Linked DNA regions of Mus musculus: all the other regions are linked to region 1. The links are chromatin contacts, called in public promoter capture Hi-C maps. All regions are on one chromosome and are shown on one strand. The core of a region is the stretch at or near the end of the contact, and the rest is flanking DNA. Distances in the headings are between cores, read along the strand shown. Region 1 holds the start of Laptm4b (lysosomal-associated protein transmembrane 4B). Region 2 overlaps Sdc2 (syndecan 2). Region 3 holds the start of Cpq (carboxypeptidase Q).

Region 1 (4,469 bases), core at 858-3,357:
GTATTTCTCTCCCGTAGATCATGTAGTACGCTGTGTTGGGGCTCAGTCTACACTGAAAACTCTTTTTATACATGACCACGTGGCAGGTGAGACAGGGTGAGAAGATGGGGGGGGGGTGCTTGTAGGAAGGAGAGGTAGGTAGGTACCTCATTTTTCCTTAGGCCTTAGGCCCTCACCATGTTGACCTTTTTAAATGGAAATTAAGGTCTTAGATAACAGATTTGTATTTAAAACTATAAGGGAACTCAACTAGTGAACAAGAAATTTTCAATAGGAATAGAAAAGATTTCTATATAGATGTGGTGAGTACCTAAGCTTTTCTGGTCTCCTTGGAAGCGTATGCCTCACAAAGGGCAGGCTCTTACAGGAAAGGAAGCCTACGGAGGGGGAAGTCTGCTTTTGACACACCAATACAGCATGGTTGGATGACTGCCAACAAGACTAAAGTAGATTTATATCTCCCGTAGATCATGTAGTACATTTGCCTAATGCAATGCCCTAGATTTTACCAACTGCATCCACTGAAGCCCTTGCAAGCCTGCAGATCTGAACACTTCCAAGGAGGACACAGACATTTGCAGCCCACCTTCTGCCCTGACTGGCCATCGATAAAAGCACTTCCTGAGGCCACTTTCCACACTCCAACTATGGTTTTAAATTCCTGTAAATTCCTTGGCTTTAAGAAAAGTCAGGGCTGAGCCAATACATTAATGTTCAATTTGCATTCACACTGAACAGCCAGAACCCACATATACCAAAGGTCTGTTGGAAAGCTTTTAAGACTAAAAAATTCTATTATGCGGCCATAATGGACCCAACTAAAGAAAACTTGAGACTATAAATAGAACTGTAACATCACGTGGAAGGGGAATGCATTGTTTAAAATGGCACAAGGCAGTTTACAATTCAATACTGAATATCTTTTTAAACTATCAAAGGGAGCTAAGAATATGTTCTAACTAAAAAGTTTTATATGCCACTTAACTACCACTTTCAACTACATTTCGTTGTTCTGCAGCAAGTAGCTCGGATCTCTCTAAAATGATGTCACAAAATCCAAAATATTGAGGAATCCGACTCAGTCCAAGGCTGCCAACCACCAACCAAGGGCAGCCAGCGCCACAGGGCAAGAATCCATCAAGCTAACTCGCTGCCCCAGAGAATCACATGTTTGTTCTTGACACAAATGTGAGCGCCAACCTGAAGGCCATTTTTAAAGAAAACTAAATTTGCCCGCCGTGCCTATTCAGAGGGATCACCTGTCCTCGGGCAGGAACCTGAGTGGTTGTTAAGATGGCTTCTCCAAGCCAACTGGAACACAGGCACACTTGGGTACCTTCCCTGTGTAAGAGCTTTAAACAGGCGTACGCAGGAAAATCCTCTCGAGAGGAACAAGAATTTCCCAACCGTTTCTGCTCGGACGCGAACTCGCGAGGGCGAACGCTGTGTAGCCGTGGTGCGTCCCGGGGGTGAACATGCCCGGCCCGCACCTCGCAGGGCCCGGTGCCCCACCCCCCCCCGCCCGGCCCCACATGCCCCCGCCACTGCAGCCCGGCTCTCCCCGAGAATTAACTTTCTAATAATACAACTTTAGGCGGATGATCGCGGGCGGCCCCCAGACCGACGCCGACCTAGAAGCGACTTAGTGGCGCGGGGTGAGCGGCGCGCGTGGGGACCCCGGGGGCTCCCTCGACGCCAGGGCGCGCTCACCAGGTACCAGACGCCCAGCAGGATGGTGCCGGTGCGGACATGGCAGCACAAACAGCAGCTGTGGGAGTAGAACCGAGTCCAGGGAGCGACCATCTTCATAGCTCCGGCGCTCGTGGAAGTTTGTGAGAGCGTCGCTCGCTTCGTCTTGGGTCCGCTGCTCCTGCCCCTCTCCTTGGCCGCCCCGACCCTCGGACCGCTCGCCCGACCCTTGGCTCTGCACTGTACCGAGAGCTCCGAGTGGCCGCTGCGACGGGACACTGGGCTCGAAGACCGCGGCGACGCTAGGAGGCAGGGGGGAGGAGAAGCCGTGGGTCACGTGGCCTGCCCGGGCTCGTGATGTCACCACCGGCTCCAGCCAGCTGCGGGCGCTGGGAGCGCTGCGCCAAATAAATGCTTCCTTGCTGGACCCTGAGGGAGTCTCCAGAATTTTCCTCCGGAAATGGGGTGCACCTTTGGTTAGGATTCAGATTCATTCCAGCTGTGTTTGCCTCACATCTAGCTTGCAAATAACCGGTGAATGCTGTGCTAGGATTGTAGTTATCTTGCAAACTGGCGGAAGGAAGGAAAACTGCTTAGAATGATTATTCCAGTCAACTGCGGTACTTTGAACCACTGCGGAACCCGCAGAGAGCAATTTATCTCAGCTTCCCAGCTCAATTACTTTAGTAGCAATCTTTTCCCAGAAAATAGAATGTGTGTCAAGGGCATCCTCACTGTGCTTCCGTGGCATTTTTAATAATGACTGAAGTTCTAGTAAAACAAAAACAAAAAAACAATTACTGCCAAAAGATCTATGCAAGTCACAATACACAGCGTTGAAAGAGCCCAGGCAGAGGACTAGGGTCTGGGGGCGGGGGATGTCCCTCCAGCTGCTGTTTTGGATAGGATCCAAGTTTAGCCTTTGATGACCACAGTGCTAGCTAAGAAGCTCTGATAACTTAAATTAAAAGTTCGTGTGAAGCCGGGCATTGGTGGTGGTGCACGCTTTAAATCTCAGCAGTCAGGAGACAGAGGCAGGCCAGCGTCTATAGAGCAAGTTCCAGGACAGCCAGTCTAGTCTATAGAGCAAGTTCCAGGACAGCCATCCTAGTCTATAGAGCAAGTTCCAGGACAGCCATCCTAGTCTGTAGAGCAAGTTCCAGGACAGCCAAAACTGCACAGAGAAACCCTGTTTCAGGAAAGGAAAGAAGGAAGGAAGAAAGGAAGGAAGGAAAGGAAGGAAGGGAAAAAAAGAGACCATGTGAAAGTTTTATTTCAGGATTAGAACAAGAAATAAAATGGGTTCAATTTGGCCGGTCAGTGGTGGCGCATGCCTTTAATCCCAGCACTTGGGATGCAGAGGCAGGTGGATTTCTGAGTTCAAGGCTAGCCTGATCTACAGAGTAAGTTCCAGGACAACTAGAGCTATACAGAGAAGCCCTGTCTTGAAAAACAACAAAAATTTAAAAAAGTTTTAAAATGGGTTCGATTTAAATTAAAGTACATGTCAAATAAGATGAAAGATGGTTCAAGATTGGTTAGTTTCACAAAGACGTGCATCTACCACACTCTAGTTTAAACTTGGCTTCTATTCCCAGAGATACCACGTGTAGGTCCTTGAGCAAAGATACAAGCAGGATAACTGTTGTGGGAGGAATTGGAAAAGCTCGGTATTTGTTTCTTTTCTTCGTAACATTAAAGATAATTTTCTCTCTGGGATTGTCTATTGTTAGTTATGGGCTGGGGCTTTCCTCTCATGTGGAGTGTTATCTCAGGATGCAGGAGGCTCTGAGCTCCATCCTCAGGGTTGCAAAAAGAGTATATAATTATGCCCACAGCCATTAGTGAACAAAACCACAAACATTAGTATTCAGGAAAGGGATAGTAATACAGACTGAGGAATACTGCATTGAAAGACTCTGAAAATTCAAAATTAACATAGATACTGCCCTCTCTCTTCTTTTCCCACAAAGATTTCAAATTTATTAAGCAAATGACACATTGATTCAGATGAATTTTATATTTCAGAAAATTTACTATTCTAGATATGAAGTCACAGTAGCCAAATTGCTATAGATTTTAAAATATAGAATAGACACTAGCTGAAGAAAATGTGCGCAGGTGAAGCTTGGTAGGTAAACCAAACAGCTACAGGATCTTTGGAGTGCAAAAGATTACTGGAATGCAAAAGAGTGTTGCCGGAAAAACAAGAACTGGGCCAGGCATGGGGGCTCACATCGTTGATCCTAGCACTCAGAAGGGCGGAGGCAGAGGCAAGTAGATCTCCGTGAGTTTGATTCCAACCTGGTCTTCATGGTGAGTTCCAGGTCAGACAGAGCTAAGTTTAGAGGCCTTGTCTCCAACCAAACAACAGCAGAGAGAACTGGGCTTCTCCCTGTAACTTGTGTTTGGGGCTTTTTGAAGCAGAGACTCACTGTGTAGTCCTGACTCCCTCTGCTCTGTAGACCAGAGGGACCTCCAGATCTCCTGCCTCTGCCTCCCAAGGGCTGTGCATGTGCCACTGAGATTTGCACGATGCCACTATTTGCAGTACTGCCATTATTTGAGAAAGTGCTTTATTTTCATCCCTAGAAGCCTCAGGGCACAATTGTCCTTTCCTGTCCAGGATGCAGAGCAGCTTCCTGACCTCAGCCATTTTGCCCCGCAACTTGATAGAGTCTACTCTTCCATGCCTCACTGTCTTTATGTTGTCTTCTGTAAACAATTTAGATATTTTCCTCTAGGATTTTAGAACTGGAAACTTCTTTGTCTCCCAAAAC
Region 2 (4,469 bases), core at 1,205-3,704, 1.3 Mb after region 1:
ACCCTAGGTCTCAGTAAGAGACTCTGTCTCAAAAAATAAGGGAGAGAAACAAGTCAGGAAGACACCTAATGTCAAACTCTGGCCTCTACACCAAGCATATATACAAACAAGCAAACACACAAACACAAGACAGGAATTATAAAAATATGTTCCAAAACCACAAGAAATTTCAGTGAATAAAACCATGCTGGTTTTGTTTTGTTGTTATTGTTTGTTGGTTTGTTCTGTTTTTAGTTAAAACTCTTTAAAGCAACAATGTCGAAAACCCTAACCTAATAGCTCAATCTTTTAATTGGACAAAAATAAGGAAGTATTTACTGATTGGTTTGCATTTAATGTGTTAGTTCCTACATGAAAGCATCAACTCCAACCACCCAAAGGAATAACTCTATAGTTCCTGCTAAAACCATAAAGAAGGGAATCATTCAACACTCAGTGTAGATGCTACACAGCAACACAACTCAAGACAGCCATCTTCTCTGACAAAGCCTTTTCTAACAAAGCCTTTTGTTTACCTGGACAGCTGTAGGCTCAGCAACACACTGTCATTCTCAAACACCTAATTCTCCCAGAGTGCAGCGCTGGGCCTCATACCGCTGGAGTTGAACAAAGGAATCCATTTCATTAAAGAAGGCTCATTCTCCATGAAGCTTTCTTAGCTTCTACTTTCCTTCCCAGTATCTGCTCTGCCTTTAAATATCATACACAGAATTGACTGCAGTGGTCTATCCACTAGTCATTTACACACTGGCAAAATGCTGCTTGAAAGAAATATATCCCAACAAGCTGGACACAGTGATTGCCATATAATTCCCCGATGCACTTTTTAAAAAAGTGTTTTATATATGTGTGTATTTTGTCTGCATATATATCTACGTACTACAGGCATGCCTAGTGTCCACGGAGGACAGCAGAGGGCACTGGATCTTCTGAAACTAGAGATTGAGTGGCCAGTTGTGAGTAGCTATGTGGATGCTGGGAACCTGAATCCTTTGGAAGAATAGCTGATGTTACTATTGAGCCATGTTTCCAGGCCCTGTGCTTTTCTTATGTTCCAAAAATATGTTTTTGTTATTTTAACTATATATGGGAATGCGCACATGTGTGCAGATGCCCTTGGAGGCAGGAGACATTAAATCTCTGGGTGCTAGAGTTACAGGAGATTGTGAGTCCAGAAATGTAGCTGCTGGGAACTGAACTCAGGTCTTCTGCAAGAGCAGTATGTATTCTTAACCATGTCTCCAGCTTCCATAATGCTTTCTCCAGTGTTTCTTCTCTAAGGTCAGTTTTCAAAAGCATGAATGATTATCTCAAGGTAAAGATAACAACTTCAGACATGTGGTACTTCAGCTCTAACTGGGGAATGGGAAAACATGATTTTTCTCTGTGGTAGTTGAATTAAAATGGACTCCATAGGCTCATATATTTGAATGCTTGGTCCCCAGTGAGTGAAACTATTTGGGAAGGACTGGGAATGTGTCCTTGTTGAAGGAGGAGTGCCATGGGGGCTGGGCTTTGAGATTTCAATAGCTTGTGTTATTCCCAATTTGCACACTCTCTTTGCCTCAAGCATGTGGGAAAAAAAATGTTAAGTTCTCAGCTACTATCCTGTGCCATGTGTTCCTGCCTGTTCCTATGCTCCCCACTATGATGGTCACAGACTCATCCTCTGAAACTTTAAGTGCCCATTAAATGCGTTCTTCTCTAAGTTGCCATGGTCATACTATACTGTCTCTCTTCATAGCAGTGGAAAAATGACTAAGCTGGTAACTTAACTTCTCTGAGCCTCTGTCCTCCTCAGCTGCTCAAGCCCTCCTGGTCCAGTCCTTTCCCCCAATGTCCGCCACCAGGTCTGCAAAGACAAATACTATTTGCCAGGTCTTCTTCAGCTTTGGCTCAAGGCTACTTCAAATTCAGTCTCCCAAAGAGCCACCTTCTTTTATCCTCTACATTTTCTGGGCTTTAGTCCTTGGTTGTCCCTGGAAGAGTCTTTTGTTTTAAAAAAAAAAAAAAAAACAAAAAAAAAAAAACAAAAAAAAAAACAGCCCTGAAGTTCCCAGGGGCTGAGGGTTAATGCAGGTCTCTTAGAGCCGGATGTGCATAATCAGACTCAGACAGCAGCTGCTGAGCTGGAGCTAATCCTTAGAGGACTGCTCAGCCCTCCTTGTTCTCTGGAAGTGAGATTGCCTGTCACCAGGCCTGCTCCAGCTGCTGGCCTGTATGTTTTCAGGACACTGCAAACAACATCCTCTGTGAACTCCACTCTCAAAATGCCAACAGATTTCTGTTTTGCTTTATCAAGCTGCCTCTCCAGATTCAAGGACTTCAAACAGAAGTCTGGTTGGGGTCCATACACTAAATATCATATATAAATGATGTGGGGGTGGGAAAGGTACCTAGAGAGCCGTGGATGTGAACGTCTGTTAACAGACCTCTTACTGTGCCTGTGTTCACATGGACAGGCAGTATTCTACACAACATTAAAGGTGAGTGAAGCATCCAAAGTCACCACTAAATATATAGCTCAGACACTACTTCCTAACCCCAATGGAATGTCCCCCTGACACTGTAATGCCTCTCCAATCCAATCCCATGGTACGCAAGAATAAAAATGATTTGGTTTTGTTCTCTTGGAAATATAACTAACAACTTAGCTTTAGCGAAAATGTTTTCTTCTTGTAGGTTTGGGAGAAGGATTTGCAGGATGCATTTTAAAAATAAGGTCATCATTACAAAGTTTTCTTGGCTGGATTCTTAGATCAACTATAATTAGCACAACTCACCGTGTGCCAGGAAGTCTCTCGAGAAAATAAAAGTTTGCTTGAGAACCAGTCAGTTCTAGGTAACAACTATGTACTAAATTTGTCAAATTAGGGGCCAGCATAACTCATGAGAGACTACGTGTTTGTTCGTATAGTTAATATTATATTACTGCTTCTAGCATACAAACAATTCAAACTCCATTATGATTTTAAAATATTTTTCCATGTTAAGCATAAATTTAGACAATTTGGTGACCGAGACTCCTGAAGCAAAAGTGTTATCTTTAATGATTCAATGGAATTAGATTCTTATTTAGTTGTAAATATTTGAAGAGTTCCCAGATCTCTATACAAATTACATTTTAAGTATTTATTTTTATTACGTTTTCTTTATATGCATGCACCTGTGTGAATGTGTGCTACCCGTGCATAGGTTCTAGAGTGGGAATTACAGGTAGCTGTGAGAGCTGTTGTGAGTGTGGAGAGCCAAGCTCAGAGAAGACATGCACACTCTTAATGGCTGAGCCACCTCTTCATCTGAAGCTTCAGCCCTTTTCAATTGCACATTCTTTGTTAGACGTTCACACTAATGAATACATAGAATTTTGAAATCTTTTGAGAAGCGCCTTGAGACTTAAGAATCCATATTAAATAAATTCCAGTCATAAATTATATTTTAGAATTTGAAGACTTCATTAAAGACAGTGAGGAGGGAAAAATAGATTTGCAAATCTACTAGACAGTTATCTGGAGAATGGGAAAAGTTGCTCTTATCACACAGAAATCATAAGCACCAAGCTGCTTCTGTTTCTGCTTCTGCTTCCGCTTCCGCTTCCGCTTCCGCTTCCTCTTCCGCTTCTGCAGCCTGGTTCCCAACAGAGTTCTGCCACTGTGCTTGGCCCCACAGAGCCTGGCAGCTCTCAAAGAAGACAGACACATTGTTGCTTCTGTTCGGTCTCCTCAGAGAGGGCATTTAGGTGGATTTTGTTGGGTATTGCCTGGTTTTGTGTTTTCATGTGGAAAACATTAAAATCAAACAATGAAAATCATTGCAACAAATCAGAACAAGACAGAGTCTGAACACACTCTGACTAAAAACTAGAATGGGTCTCCTCCAAATGGTTCTACTTTAAGACTTTGGGAGACTTCTGTTCAAAAACATTCAGGGAATTAAAGCTAACAACTCAAGAGATGAACCACATTATTTCCAATTATTATTATCATTATATTAATGTACCAGATGCCAACAATTAAAAGCCCATAGTGTTAAATCCTTACAGGCCCAGAATAAAATTCAAACATGTTGTAAGAACATACAGCTATTTTTCCACAACTCTAAGTCAGACAGACTCTTCAACAATGTCCATGAGAGGAATCAGTCAAGAGTCAGAGCAGAGTGCTGGGTTGCTACTACATGTTTTATACTTTGAGAAGAAAGAAGCCAGGACATACTTCAAAGATCACAAATGCAAGCTTTTGTACATCATAAAATAAAATAACCTAGTAAACTGGCACCTTATATAGGTGAGAACATTTTCAGCTGGTCATTTTGTTAAGTCCTTATTTGCTAAGTCCTACTAGTAAAGTAGGTGCAGGTCAAGGACAAGACCCATCATATGAACTACTCCAGAAGACTCCATAATGTCTTCTTTGCCAGAGAGAAAAGAAAAGGAATAAAACTACCAGCAAACCAATCAGTCTCCTACT
Region 3 (4,469 bases), core at 1,180-3,679, 1.2 Mb after region 1:
CCAAAGACACAAAGTTAGGACACACACATACAAAAAAACAATGCTTAGATCTCATGGTGCAGTGCCCTTAAATGCTGGTCACTGAACCCTCAATGTCACCTACTTTAAATTCCCTAAATAAGTAAAAGGATGAGGATTTGTGAGCATTTAGGTTGAAAGTGTCAAATCATAGTGGAATTAAAACATTCTTATTTAGGTTTTTTGTTGTTTTTGTTGTTTGTTTGAGAGTATCTCACTTGGATGCTCAGACTGTCCTTGAACTTATAACAATTCTCATTACAGTTATAACTGTGAGTCACCATACCTGGCTGACAATTTGTGTGTGTGTTAACTATGTAGAAATCAGAGGACAATTTGCAGTGTGTGTGTCTGGTCCTGGGATTAAACTTAGTTCCCTCGAGTTGGAAGCATGTGCCTTTACCAACTGGCCATTTTGATGATGCTGGCTAATAATTTTTAAAATAATAAAATAACTAAATCCACCTTAGTAATCCTACTCCCTGGCTCCCATTCACAGTTCACTGGATATGGTAACAATATCCAAATTTTGTACATGTTCGAAAACACAAGGAAACCAGTCTTCCATACCACACAGACTTTCACAGCAGACATTGCCTGATCCCATCTGCTTATGTTCTGAGTCTTGGCTTCCTATTTTTCAAGTACTATTTCTGATAGTTAGGACAAAAGGAGTTTCAAGTTTGCCTTGCTCTTAAGTTTACGGTGAGGATTAGTAGGGTAATATAAGTAAGAAGTTTAAATGAACAATAAAAGTGTGTGGTCAGAGCACCATGAATATCAACTTGTACATTTCATAGTTGAATGACACATGAACCCACAACTGGCTATTTGGGAAAACAACCTGAGAAAGTCAGTCTTTTTCACTAAACAAAACATTTACTCTACCAGATAGACTTGAAATAGGTAGGTAAAAATATGCACCGGCACATGTCTGTGACCCCAGCACTAGCAGGGTGGAGACAAGAGGATTCCTGGAGCTCACTGGCCAACTGATCTAGCAGATTCACTGGACCCCCAGGTCCACTGAGATGTGCTGTCTCCAAAATTTAAAGAATAAAACCTTTGAGGAAGATACCTGTGTTAACCACAGGTCCATACACACATGTACATACACACACACATAATGAAGTTAAAATCTAAAGAGATCAAGTGACAATTCAAAGTCATTGATTTTGGTTTTATGGGGGGGGGGGGTTGTGGAACTTGGGGTCTAGGAAGCAAAACTACAGCAGTGATCAACTGTATTAAAGCACTCTTTATGTGTCATGCACACAAATTACTTTCCTCACTGTGACATATTTTGTTTTCTTCATTCACCTGCAACTAAACCAACCCTTGTCTAAGGAAAATAGACATTGTCCAGTCTTAGATTCATGAGAAGTGTCTGGATTTAAATACAAGTCAGCGACATGGTTCTGCTTTGAGATGTACCTTTGTACCTTGTAAATACATTATATATTTTGGTAACAACGCTGGCTCAAACCAAAAGTGGGGAGAATAAAGCACAAGCAAGCAAGAGTTCAGGTTATTTTGTTTTAGGCAAAATATATTTAATCCAACCAATGGAGATAATAAGGTGCAGGAGTCTAGTAACTAACAACTACAAAGAATCAAACTCCTCTTGATTAACCACAGAGATTGCAAAACACTTAACTCTGAGAAAACAGAGGCGAAAGCCTGTGTGTCTGATGTCTCCATTTCATATTCACTGTGCCATTCATATATTTTGCTCATTCTGCTGCATTTCCTACGCATTTGTCCACTTCATTCATTCAGTTCTACTTCACAGTCAATTATTGGATATTGAGTACGACTATGTATGACAAGTCAGACGCTGACAACTCGAAAATGGGGCCTTTCATATCAGAAATGAAAGAACAGAACTAGGTAGAAAGTGAAAGAAACCACCAAAGCTCTCCCACCCCGTCCTGGTAAAGCCTCTTGCAAGTCAGTTGACTAGGGAAAATTCCAGATAGGGCCTTGAAGGAAGCTCCTAGGCAGTCCAGGGACGGTGCAAGAGACCTTGAAGAAGAGACAGGCACCAGCAATTTTGGTCTCTGCCTCTGGGTTTCAGTGTAACTGCAGGCAGTCTCGTCCTATGCAAGGGCACTCCAGCCCGATCAGGAAGCTCTCTGGCAGCCAGGCCGGCTGACCTCAGCCCACCCTCCCGCCTCTGGGGAGCAGCTGGTCACCCACAGCCTGGGGGGCACTCACCTGATCACGAGGCTCTGCGGAGCAGCAGCGGCCACAACACCCGGTGAGGCCTGCAGACCACAGGCACGTTCGGGGGCGGGACCAGGAAGGTCCTCAGAGCGCACTGGAGCCACAGGGCGGGCCTCCAGAGGCCTCAGGAACAGCCCGGAGCCCCAGTAGTCTGCAGGCCTGGCTTCTTTGTGTGCCAGGACAGCTGTGGAGCCCTCCCTGGCCGGTGGGCGGAGACAAAGGTGCAACCGTCAGCCAGGCCCGAGGCCTGGGCTTTAACTGAGACTGTGGCTGGCTGGACCCGACCCTGAAAGGTCTCCTTGAGCCTGACTTAAGGCAAGTAGGGTCCCCAAGGCCTGGCTTCAAGAGACTTTGTTGGAACCGTCAAACTCCTTCCCAACAAAAGCAACTCAACAGTTATTTTGTTCATGTTATCAATCACCCAGTAGCTAGGGAGGATGGATATGCGGGAAGATGGCCCAGGACTTTGAGGCTTAGCAAGGGCTACAGAATAAATGAGACCCTGTCTCAAAAACAAAATGAAGCACCAGGTTATTTTCTCCCTTCCTTAATAGTTGAAAGACTGTAAGAAAGGAGGTGATCATGAAGGCAGGGGTCATGATCTAAAACTAGGAGATCAGAAAGTCATTTTCAGTCTAGGCATTGTATCAGGGAAAGAGCAATGCTATACTACTCTTGTAGTACATGTGCGCATATTTTTGGCCCATTTATCTATCTGTCTATCTATCTATCTATCTATCTATCTATTCATTCATTCACTTTACATCCTGATCACAGTAGCCCCTCTGCTTTCAGCTCCCCCTTCCCACAGCCCCTGTTTTATCCTCTGCCCCCTTCTCCTCTGAGAAAAGGAAGGACCCCCTTGTGAACCAGTATACCCTGACACATCAAGTCACTGCATGACTTCAGTAGTTTGGGGACCTGCATAAAGTCCAAACTGCAACATGTGCACATGTTTTTAATGTTTTATGTTTTGATAAGTCCAAATTTCTTTACTTAGCCAGACTCTTATCAAAGTTATCTTTGTAAAATACTTTCCAGTTCCTGTCTCTCCTCTTAAAACACACACACACACACAGACATACACACACACAAAACCAAGGAAAAACTTAGGCATGCTGATCCATGTATGTGTTATCTCAAAACACAGAAAATAGAGGCAGGGATATTTTGAGTTTCAGGCTAACCTGGGCTACATAGGTAGATGCTAAGAAAAAGAAAACTCACATACTTAAAAAACAGGAAAGAAAAAATTAAGCATATACAAAGAAAATCATTTTGAGTCCTTTCACCTATGTACAATATAACAATCCCTCTAAACTTTGACTAGTCGCGTTGCCTTTCACAAAATATCACTTCTGTGAGGTATTCAAGGGTCTTTTCAACATGGTCCTAGCTGGCCTTTCCACAAATGGTCCCTGGGGAGTCATATCTAGTCCCAATGATTTACATTTCTCTGAAACTATCTTTGATGAAGAATAGGTTGGATTATTTCCAATCTCCTACAACAGGCTAATTTTGTAAAATGAAATTAATAATCTAGCAAAGGTAACTGAAAAGCTATAAAATGACAGACTCTAGTTTTGTGGAAAAACAAACCTACAGGTTTGCAACAAGTGAAATATCACCTTTTTGACGCTTCTAGCTGCTTACACTCGACTTCTGTGTTTAGCTCATCGTGCACCTGTAAAGACGGCCCATAGACTGTCTCTCTAAGTATAGCTTAGATGGCAGTGCCGTGCTCATGCCGTGCCCAATGCTTCCCAGCCTTTTCTTATGCTGTAAAAGTTCTCTGTCATTGACTCACAATGTAATAATGACAAGACTTGAACTTTAATTGAATGCTTTTTACTAACACTTTATGCGGATTATCTGTGGGTGTTTCTCAGCCCTATGAGCTAGGTATTATGACTATTATTTCTACTTCACGGATGAGTAATTTGAAAGCTAGAGAGGTCATGACACACCCTGTGAGGTCAGGTTGACGTTGTAAATTAAAATAGCTTGATTCCAGAGCCCATCTATGCTTACATTGTCCTGGACCATTTTCCCCTCCCTTTAGATGGTTGATTTTAATTACTCTATTCATGTCCATCTACTATATATCTTTCCCCATTGGTGTTCATTCTATTCTTGTTTCTTTTAGAACTGTTACATTTCTGATACAATGGCATTGGTAGATCTCCATAGCTCTTAGCACTGCTCTCTCTGACTCAGATACTCTA

The links. Promoter capture Hi-C pulls out the DNA fragments that hold promoters and counts their contacts. Capture Hi-C pulls out chosen DNA fragments and counts their contacts.
Region 2: a contact with region 1 is called in a promoter capture Hi-C map of cranial neural crest. The contact joins the enhancer-like site here to the promoter of Laptm4b in region 1. A contact is called at or near these places in 6 of 39 promoter capture datasets (the 3T3-L1 cell line, the C10 cell line, cranial neural crest and 2 more).
Region 3: a contact with region 1 is called in a promoter capture Hi-C map of adipose tissue. The contact joins the promoter of Cpq here to the promoter of Laptm4b in region 1. A contact is called at or near these places in 1 of 39 promoter capture datasets (embryonic stem cells) and 1 of 9 other capture datasets (adipose tissue).

What each region holds. Positions count from the first base shown.
Region 1 is chr15:34,235,664-34,240,132 of GRCm38.p6, reverse strand. It overlaps Laptm4b (lysosomal-associated protein transmembrane 4B), which reads right to left and starts at 2,107. Exons shown (of 7, transcript NM_033521.3): 1 at 1,711-2,107. The coding sequence starts at 1,809.
Region 2 is chr15:32,941,891-32,946,359 of GRCm38.p6, reverse strand. The region is part of intron 1 of Sdc2 (syndecan 2); the gene reads right to left. Among named protein-coding and RNA genes, the nearest start is that of Sdc2, 23 kb to the right of the region's middle. Within about 2 kb of position 2,454, at least 42 of the 459 cell types and tissues checked have an H3K27ac peak or open chromatin away from gene starts, as enhancers often do.
Region 3 is chr15:33,081,089-33,085,557 of GRCm38.p6, reverse strand. Cpq (carboxypeptidase Q) reads right to left here and starts at 2,429. Exons shown (of 8, transcript NM_176073.4): 1 at 2,236-2,429.